Regions from separate parts of the Hordeum vulgare genome. Here region 2 is linked to region 1. A link is a contact called in public Hi-C data. All regions are on one chromosome and are shown on one strand. Each heading gives the region's core, a stretch centred on a gene start, on an enhancer-like site or on the middle of the called end of the contact. The rest is flanking DNA. Distances are from core to core; before and after follow the strand shown. Region 1 holds the start of LOC123410260 (signal recognition particle receptor subunit beta-like). Region 2 holds the start of LOC123408301 (type II inositol polyphosphate 5-phosphatase 15-like).

The links. A called contact is a pair of places that touch in the nucleus more often than the background predicts.
Region 2: a Hi-C map of seedling shows a contact between it and region 1, with 7 times the contacts expected there. The contact joins the promoter of LOC123408301 here to the promoter of LOC123410260 in region 1. A contact is called at or near these places in 5 of 6 Hi-C or Micro-C datasets (leaf, seedling and an unstated tissue) and 1 of 1 datasets of contacts at active chromatin or transcription factors (embryo).

Annotation. Positions count from the first base shown.
Region 1 is chr7H:192,267,628-192,272,662 of MorexV3_pseudomolecules_assembly, reverse strand. It overlaps LOC123410260 (signal recognition particle receptor subunit beta-like), which reads left to right and starts at 3,151. Exons shown (of 6, transcript XM_045103170.1): 1 at 3,151-3,469; 2 at 4,411-4,493; 3 at 4,965-5,035. The coding sequence starts at 3,340.
Region 2 is chr7H:192,483,494-192,488,528 of MorexV3_pseudomolecules_assembly, reverse strand. It overlaps LOC123408301 (type II inositol polyphosphate 5-phosphatase 15-like), which reads right to left and starts at 1,985. Exons shown (of 11, transcript XM_045101436.1): 1 at 771-1,985. The coding sequence starts at 1,629.

The DNA of each region.
Region 1 (5,035 bases), core at 1,902-4,401:
TCATCCTCTGGCATGGTCTCATGCCTAAAGTTGCGCCCAATAAGAAGGGTGGTGAGGTTCTTGGAGATTTCAAGAATCTGAAGTGCATCTGTTATGTTTGTAAGATTGTTATTGTAAAGTGACAGGAATGATAGGGGCTACAGATAGCCGATCTCTTTTGCTAACTAGCCATGGAACATATTGGGAGATAGTCGCAGTGCAATTAGATTTCTGCAAGTGTATATACTTTATGGAATTGTGCCATCGAAGTTGTTCCGCATAAGATCTAAAGACGGTAGATTAGGTAGGTTGGAAAAATTGACCTTGGTGAGTTGTCGCTGAAATTGCTGCAGTTGAGGTTGATGATTATGAAATTTGTGCAGTTTTTAGAGTTGATGGCAGATCCCCATACATGATATTATTGTTCAAATAGAGTTCCTCCAATCTCTTAAGATGGCCTATAAATTGTGGAATCCTGCCACTGAAATTGTTCTCTACAATATCAAGGATCTATAAAACTGGAGGGGTTCTCCTCGGACGCCCTTCTGGAGTTCTTTATCGACTATGGAGTAGTTGCTTTTGCACTTAAGTTGCTCATAACCTTTGTTGACTGAAATTAATGGTGTGACATGGAGCTTGCTTGTTGTGGAAAAATAAGGAATGCCCCCTTTGATGTGCCCTGACTATGTAAAGCGTAGGCCGCAGAGCATTTGTGACAGTGGTGAGCTACTCATTCCTGACGGCTCTGGTGCCAAGATGCCAATAGAAGACAAGCAAGTATGTGTGAGATGGATCTTTGTAAGTTTTCTTCCCGTCGATTAGGTGCATTTTTCACGAGATAATCTCCTTATAACATCTGTTTTTCATTTTGATATTTCCTGCAGATTTCTGGATATAGAAGGCAGCTTCGGAGAGGGATCGCTGACGAGCAAGGTGAGGCCATTGCATCTATTATTCTGTTATAGTTTGTTTCAAGGAAATCACACTATTTTCTCTCAATATATGCCTATACAGAGAAATGTCCTGAAGCACGCTTTAGTGAAGACTACTGATCTAGAAGACTAGAAGTGGTTGTTGCTGAAATAAGTCTTTCATAGGATTCTTGTTCGTTTGGGTGGAGCCAAGTTTTGTCTTGGTGTTGAAAAACGCCACAATTGCATAGTTGTAAGTTATTTAGGATTGTCTCTGTTGGATACGACTGGGAGTTACAAGAGGTCCAATACTAATTTTGTGTATGTATGCACTTGTGCGCTCTTCCATTCTATATACACATGATTTCGAAGCATCTTTTACCGTACATTTTGTTTCTTTGCTCGGTACAAAATGTATTGCAAGTATTTTTTTTCCTTTTATCTAAATATAAAACGGACCCTCTAAGGGCTCAGTTTTCTTCCAATTGTCTTAATATTTCCAGATTCATTATTTTTTATTCTGCATATTTAGAAAACCATTTAGTTAACCACTTCCGCTTCATTCTTCTTTGTCATGAAACCATATATATAAGTGTGTGCTCAAGCTATATTATGTGTGTTATTGGGAAGTACTCAGGAGCTTCTGGGTGCTTCACACCCCTGTATGAAATTTAAATTTAAAATATACCAGTTTTTTAGAACACTGTGTAATTTTGGGGATAACAAACCTGGGTGCCCAATTTACTCCCATGTGAAGTTCGTGAAAAAATTGGTGGAAATACAATCCAAACTAATATCCATCCAAACAGTTTTTCCATACAAAGGAATTTTTTTGTCTTTCTTTGTCATAGATAGTTTCATGGTATTTTTTCACGATATCACACGAAAGTAGATAGGACACCCAAGTTTGATATTGCAAAATCCCAGTTTTTTTTTCAATTTTCCATGCATTTTCTGTACTTAATGTTCATATACGGAGTGGAGCGGCCCGGTGCTATAAATCCTCTTCTGTATGTTATTATATTGTCTTGATTGCTATCTTAAGATACTATTATGTAATATTTCATATGATCCTTTTTTGTCAAATCTTGTAAAGGGTTTGGAATGTTACATCGTCAATTTATTTTGGATGTCGTCATTATCTTTTGGTCATGGTCGGCATGTTGCATCATATAATGCTCACTTGCTAGAGATGACATATGTCAAGCATGGGTGGTCAGGATAGGATTAACTCATTGGACTACAGTCGAAAGATGAAGTTAATAGTCATCACAAATTGCCACAAGCGATGCATGCTCTGTCCCCTCGATACATGATACAATGAGAAGTGAGAAAGGTGAGTAGGGAGAACAACTACACAAAAAATCTCCTCGCGAGGTGAAGACTGAAAATGTTTGGCTTGGATTAAAAGGTTTATTAATTGTAAACCCTATGTTTGATCACGTGTGATATGTACACAACAACCATATAACATTGCTTCCATCATGTCTTCGTACATCTGCTATCATCTATAAGAACATATGAATTTCTGACTATAGCTTAAATCCACCTAATTTTATTTGATCCGTAGCGTAGGGCATTTTACTAGTAGAACAAAAAACAATACAGATAATCAAACGCGTCATTTGAGAATGATAGTACTATAAGCAGCTGGAGGCTACTATATATGTTCACTCCTCTAGAGAATGACTGGATCAAGTCAGCACACGAGCTTCCTGCCATCCAAACGGCATGGTTTTGGCCGTGCGTCAATCCAAATTTCCCATACCAAGTGGCATCAGATTAAACTTGGAAGGCATATGATTTTGTACTACTATTTTTCTTGAGCCAGATTCCATCCCATCTTTCCGAGACATAATAGTATAAATTTACATAATATTTTCTAAAATTGGGAAGTCACCGTACACACTTTTTTTTTTGAAAAGTAGTAGTATAAATTATACGAAGTCGTCGTACAAAATCCTTTTAATTAATTTTCATCGGCGAAGACATTTCCTTTCACTAAATGTTTATGATCAAAAATCCTAAAATAAATTTAAGAATAATGTGAACATCGGAATTTATATCTGATGGACTGAGACTATCAACCATTCAAAGTTCGGCCGGTGATCGGATCCAGACATAAGGCAGAAACCACGGGATGGTTTTTGTTGATCGGTCCATGCTGTATAGTCGGCCCATCAAATGTGGGCCGAACGACCTCTCTCAATGGGCCCGCTTTTCCGAGATCTCCTCCACGTGACGACCCAACAAGACTCCCGTGCGTCGTCCTTCCTGCCCACGCACCGCATCGTGATCTGCTTCCAGACGAGTCCCCCTTCTTCGCCTCCATCTCCTCCGCTGTCCCACTGTCCTATCGTGATTCTCCGCGTCCCGGCGCTCCTAGAGGCTAGAGCCCCCGGCGCCACCGCCGCTCGCTCCCCTCGCCCTCCACGCGCCGGTCACGGCGATGGATGAGTGGGTTCGCCAGGCCGAGGCGTGGGCGGGCCAGGCCGAGCGCTGGATCCGCCAGCAGCCCCCGGAGCAGATTTACGTCGCCGTCGCCGTGATAGCCGTCACAATTCTGGTGCTGCTTGCAGGTGATTTGCCGAGCCTAAGCTTCTTCTCGCAGTGTGTCCTTGCCACTGACTGTTCGCGCTGCCCTAAGCTCAGGAATATGCGCGGACCGCGGTCCCTGTAAAACTAGGCAGATGGATGTGATAATTTGGCAACTTAAGAGCTGTCGCGGAAGCAGTTCCGCTTTGCCTGAAGGCATCGGGCTTGTTTGAATTTGTCCACTCCATGTGTAGCTCTAGTTTTTTGAGTGACACAAACTAGCTGTGGACGAGCAGTCGTGTCGTTAGCTGTAGTGTAATTTCACCACATTCAAATATGATTAGATCGTAATTGAATTCATGCCTTGGGTCAAACTGAGAGCTGGTGCATAGTTTCTGTAATTTAGCTTGAAAGGGGCAGCAGGTCACAGTTTCCTGTTTAATTACAGGATGAAAAATACAATCTACAGTATGGATGTAGTATCCTGTCTGTACATGCTGTGATGCATTGGTAAGTTTGGATTTGTACACATCCTTACTTCTTTCTTATACTGTTTGACTTAGAACGGAAGCAGAGACGTTGAACTGTCATCTGGTTTACACTTTATGCTTTGCAGTGGGCCATAAGGTGTGGCAAGTTAATGGTGAAGTTCTGTTGATTTTATCAGTATTTAATATTTGCAAGTGCATGCTGTAAAATCTTAGTACTTGAAGATGCTGGAAATTATGAGTTCTCAAATACCAATTCTTCAGGCAGAGTGATAGTAACATGATAATATGTGTTGTGTTAATCTAGAGATAATTTGTTCTCAGAATGCAACATTTTAACTTATTACCTTAGTTTATGTCATGGTGCATCTCAAGATTTGAAATACATTGTTGTATCGCTGTACTTAGTAATATTTCTGCTTTTGTGATTATAATTACACTGGTCCTATATATGTGCAGCAATTGATGAGCAGTGTATGTCTGATTTTTCTTAACAGCTTCTTGTCTGAAATCATCAAAATCAAACACCATTGTGCTATCTGGCCTAAGTGGAAGTGGTAAAACTATTCTTTTCTACCAGGTAATTATCTACTATGGCAAGTCCCTCTCCCCCTTTGGTATTACAGTTACTCACATTCTAGTGGATTGACTCAAAACCATAGAATGTGGCCAGAGTAACGACCTTGCATATCTAGGTTTGCTAATTTCATCGCCAGTTTTTCTGTCTCTCTTCATTGCCAAGTTTTAGGGAGGGATTAGGCTACGATATTTGTTTGCAATCTGCCCTTGCTTAACTTCTATTCTGATTGCTATCGTCGTATGACTTATCTGTTGTTTCTCTTGCTTAGTTGCCTTGATTTTACTGTCTGAACTCTTATACTCGAATTTTTGTATCGCATGCCTGCATGGAATTGTTTTGATTAACAGAGACATTTTATTTTTATTTACTTTTCTCCATTTGTTTTTTTACTTATATTATCCTTGAAGCAATTCAATGGTGGTCTGTACCATCTTTTTTTAGGTGCTAATTTGGCCTTTCTCTTCCTGCTAGCTTCGTGATGGATCATCTCATCAAGGAACTGTGACATCGATGGATCCTAACAATGACACGTTTGTGCTATA
Region 2 (5,035 bases), core at 736-3,235, 220 kb before region 1:
ATCCCCGCAAAACAGAAATCAAGAGACATATGGTCATAAGAATCTACAATTAAGGAATACTGATTTAGCTTACTGGCATCAGTTATCTAGGGTATGAGAGTCGAGCATTTCACAAGCTAGTTCTTTTCAGAAGATGGAAGAGGAACTAGAGGATAAATGAATCGCTTTCAGTTGTAATAAGGGCTTACTTTCGTCAGCTTAATTCTGTTAGCTATTCACTCTTATTACACTGGTTTTCTCAGGTTGTAGCAAGAGCGAGGCACTAGGTGTGCTTTATGTAACCAGGCTGTGACATCAAGCTTGTTTTAATTTTCTGTAAATAACCTGATTGATGATTAACATCAACGTGGTTGGACATGCTTGTTCCATTATTATGAGGAAAGGATAGAAACAGGATGTCCGTCAGTATGGGGAAAAGTTAATTTTATTCTTTATAAGAAAGGCTAACTCTACCGTCCAAAACTTCTCCAGCCTAAAGTACAAAGGTGTAAATGTGCCAAAAGTGCTATTGCCAAGTTAGGACTTGGCAGTGATGTAAAATTAGCTAATGTGAGCATTTCGCGGTCACGTAAAATCGTCTAAATTGTGCATTTCCAGTTATCTTACCAGATTGTGCTCATGGCTCATATACAGTAGTATTGTTCATTGTTTTTTATATAGCTCACAATTCGTGCCGAATGGTCCTCGTATCTTTGCTTTTGCTCAAAGCAGCCGTTGAAAACCAAAATTGCTAAAATTGCTAGGGGTGAACAAGGAAGCGAGCTTCTCACCGTATGATGTGACGACCATGGAGAGCACCGGGGTGCGGCTGTGCGCCTGCCACGACAGGGCCTCCTTGAACATGGGCGCATTCTCGCCACCATCCGCTGCAGCCGCCGGCGCCGCGGCGAGGTCCATGCGCCACGCCCGGATCCTCCCGTCCTTGTGGCCCGTCCACACGAGCTTGTTCGCGCTGTCCAACGCGACGCAGAGCGCTGGCGGCGCGGGCACGGACTCCGTGAACGGCGCGGTCTCCTCGTCTCCCCGGCGCGCCCCCGCGACGCTCCCGGCGAACAGCTCGTCGAGGCCCCACACCCGAACCCCGGACTCGGTCCCTGCCCACAGCTGGCGAAGCTGCGGCTCGCACGCGAGCGTCCGCAGGAAGGAGCACACCTGCGTTTCCCGCGGCGGGTGGGGCCGCACCTCGAGCGCCGGCGGGCGGCCAGGGTGCATGGCTGCGCGCAGCGGCACGCGGAAGATGCCCTCGCCCCCGCCCGCGCCGACGAACTCCTGCAGTGCGCCCCTGCCGGCCGCGCCCCCGTGCTCCGACGTCGCCACGGCCCGCTCCAGCGTCACCGCGCCGGCGCCGGGGCCGCCGCTGAAGGAGGCGGCGTGTAGGTACATGGACTCGCCGCCGCGGCTGTGGCGGTGGTGGGGCGGGAGCTGGTGGGGGTACGACACGCTGCGCGCGGGGTCGTGGCGGTGCGCCGAGGCGGAGGCGATGGGGTCGTCGTCGAGGCTGTGCGAGCTGAGCGCGGCGTGGCGCGCGTACGCCGCCTGCGCCACCGCGTCCCGCGAGAGCGGCTGGCTGTAGGATATCCCCTTCCGCTGCGGCGCCAGCGCCCGCTCCCGCTCGTCGTCGGGCTCCATGACGGCTCAACCTCGCGTCCGCTTGCGCGCGCTCCCGGTTGGGCCGGCGGCGATTCGAGCTCGGGCGCGCCCGTGAGGCGGAGACGGCGGGAGAGGAGAGGAGGAGCGCCGCGCCGTGGAGGCAAGGGGACTCCGGAGCTGGTGTGACAGTGTGCGGGAAGGCTGTTTGTTTCTGGTTATATGGGTGGATGCCTCGTGGGCCGGGACCACGGCGGGTCCATAGGGAGGCAGTGGGAAAGTGGGGGCGTGGGGAAGCTCCTCTCGCCGTGATGTTGGAAGCTCCTCTCGCCGTGATGTTGGAAGCGGCCCGAAGAGGGAGGTTGGTGCTGCCCTGAAAGCTACGGCTTTCCCAAATGGATCAGGGTCAACTGTGTTGGGAAAGGAGAATTCTTCTAGGGGATTGACAAATTGATTTGGTGTGCAACTTGATGACAGCCATTCGAATAGGTATATATATATATACTGTATTTGCTATTCAGTCTGCAGATAACGCTCTAACCCCCTAATCTCGTACCCCGTGTCGCCCCCTCCCTTGGGGGTGAACCCTAGTGCCGTCGCCAACGGCTCCCCCAATCTCCTCCCCTCCCTCGTCGTTGTCGAAACCTTGTGTCGGACAAGCCCTCGTGATGGGGCATGTGTTGCTCCGCCCTTGCGACTCGGCGCGGAGGGCCCTATATCTGAAGTGAGGCGACTCCGTTCGACGAGGCACTACGGGCGCGTTTGGTTGCCTGCATGAGGCCTAACCAGGCCCGCGCGGGAAGAAAGCGGACTGTTTGGTTAGCTGCATACACTGTTGGGCCTACATGGCACGATGTTTAAAGCACTCCTGGGCTTGGCTCCCTGGGAACGCTCGAATCGGCAGTTTCTCCAGGGCCAGGTCCGAGCGGTGCACGTGGGCTGCGGCGGTTGCAAGCGCGCGGCCACTCTCGAGTAGCCGCGTTGCTTCCCGAAGCGTCGGCAGTTATTAGCCCCAGCGCCCCTCACCGCTCCCTCTCCCCACTCTCCCAACTCTCACCGACGGCGGTGGATCGGAGGAGAGCAAGAAGACCACCGGACTCCATCATCGGCGAGCAGATCATCACCTGGCCCGCGGCAATGGTGGTAAGCACTTTTCTGTTCGTCATGCACTACTTTTTTGCGTTCGATCCGGCGGTAGATTCGATCCACGCAGAGAGGGGAATGGGGAATAGAGGTAGATAAGGATGGCACTTCATACTAGTTCATACGAGTTCATACTAGTTCATGCAAGATCGGAATGGAGGTAGATGCGGATCGAGTAGAAGGGGAATTGGGGGATTGGGAGTACACAACAGACACTGGCTAACCGCGGCGGACGTTGAGGCGTACAGAGCGGCGGCTCAAGTGGCTAGCCTTCATTTTCTTGTCCATCACCGTGCGGGGCGGCGGGTCATCGTCGTCCTCGGTGGAGTCGAGGTCGATCTGCCAGCTACAACGGCCTGCCTCCCACGCCCTGACTGGCATCTGCACCGGTTCTTCCTCCTCCTTAGGCTCCCCACCGATGACCGCCGGTGGCACGATTGTTGTCTCCCAGTACACTGCGGCACGGCGGTTATTAGGAGTCGAGTAGTTCTTGTACTTGGACCACCTCTTCCTTTGTTTAGCGTCGTCAGAGACGGCCTGATTCATGGCCCAGCGAATGATGTTAACTGCCACCATGCCCTTCGCTGGGTTAGGAATCAGCGTCTTCAACTCTTGTGCAGTGGCTCTTGAAAGTGCGTTATATCGACTAGAGGGGGTGAATAGGAGATTTTTAGAATTTCATCACTGAGGAAATTCCTTTTGAGGAAATTCCTCACTGATGACTAACTTACAGCGGAAACAGTAAAGGATCAGGAGTACAAAGTTTCACTACAGCAGTTTTTCAGTATGAGGAATGTGAAAACAGATTGCATAGTGAGCAGGCACGAAGAAAACAGATGAGGAATAACTAGCGTGAAGAATTTGGGGTTGAGGAAATTTAGAGAAAGTCTTCAGGAAATTCTTCAAACAGTGACAGTGAAAATCATCAACACATAATCTGAGGAATGTAAAGAGTTGAGGAATTAGAACCCGTTTCACGGCGAAGACAGTAGTTGATGACCCAGTTCCAACTGTTGTGACAGTTGTACATCTGGTTTGGAGCGGCTTGGTATTGAAACCAAAAGACACACAGTCCCGGGACACACAGTCCCTACCGTATTCTCCTTGGGCTAAGAACACACAGTCCTCGCCCAACACTCGTGGTAAGTCTTCAGGGAAGACTTCCAAACCCTCACAAACTTGGTCACCCGGCGATCCACAATTGACTGCTGGATTGCTCTAGACCATGACGCCTAACCATCTGGAGGATGCACAGTCCTCAAAGGTAAAGGGCTTCAGTCCCACACAGGAACAACTTCTTCAATGATGCTCAATCACTTGGTTTTCGGTTTGTGGTTTGGTGTTTGGGGTATTTCCTCACTCATGAATTACTCTCGAAGACTCTGAGGAATTTGGGTTGTTCTTATGACAAGTGTCAGTTTCTAACGGAGCAGCCAACCAGCTAATGGTTGTGGGGGTGGCTATTTATAGCCTGGGAGCATACCGACATGATTTGACACTAATGCCCTTAAATGATATGACCGTTGGTGTGGATAAGACCAATGATGTGGGGGGGGGGGCTATCGAAACGGTCGGGACCCTCAACTGTGAGAGTCCTCATGTCACTCATATTCCTCACTTGAGGCTTTTGGTAGGATTAGGCTTGGGTTGAGCGCATCATGAGGAAATTCATTCCAATGTGTTACCTCAACCCCCTTTAACAGTACGGTGTTCCTATTACTCAAGTGTGAAGAAAACAAAACAGAAAGAGTAAATCTTCATGCTTCAAAGTCTTCAGAATGATTTTCTTCAGGACACACCGAATTCCTCAATTTCTATATCTTCATGAGGAATATCAATTTCATCGCAAATTCTTCACGATTCAAATCTTCAGCTTCAGACCAATTTCTTCAACCGAAGATATACATTTTTAGGGGTCGATATTCATCGAATATTTCAAACTCCTCAGCGACTTATAGATCCTGTGTACACTCATGAACACATTAGATACTTATCCTATAAGTCTTCATACCACCAAAATCACTAAGGGGCACTAGATGCACTTACAATCTCCCCCTTTTTGGTGGTTGATGACAATTAGGTTAAGTCTTCAACAGGGATAAAAAATATGAAGTGTAAATACTCATTTGAGGAATTTGAAATCAAGATTCAGAGAGACTCCCCCTGAAGATGTGCATATCTTGAGGATTTTGCTTTTCACAACAAATGCACATTGATGATTTATATCATGGAGATCTCCCCCTGAGTCTTGTAAATCATGCATACATATGACTTATAGTATGAAGAAATTGAAGATGCATGATGA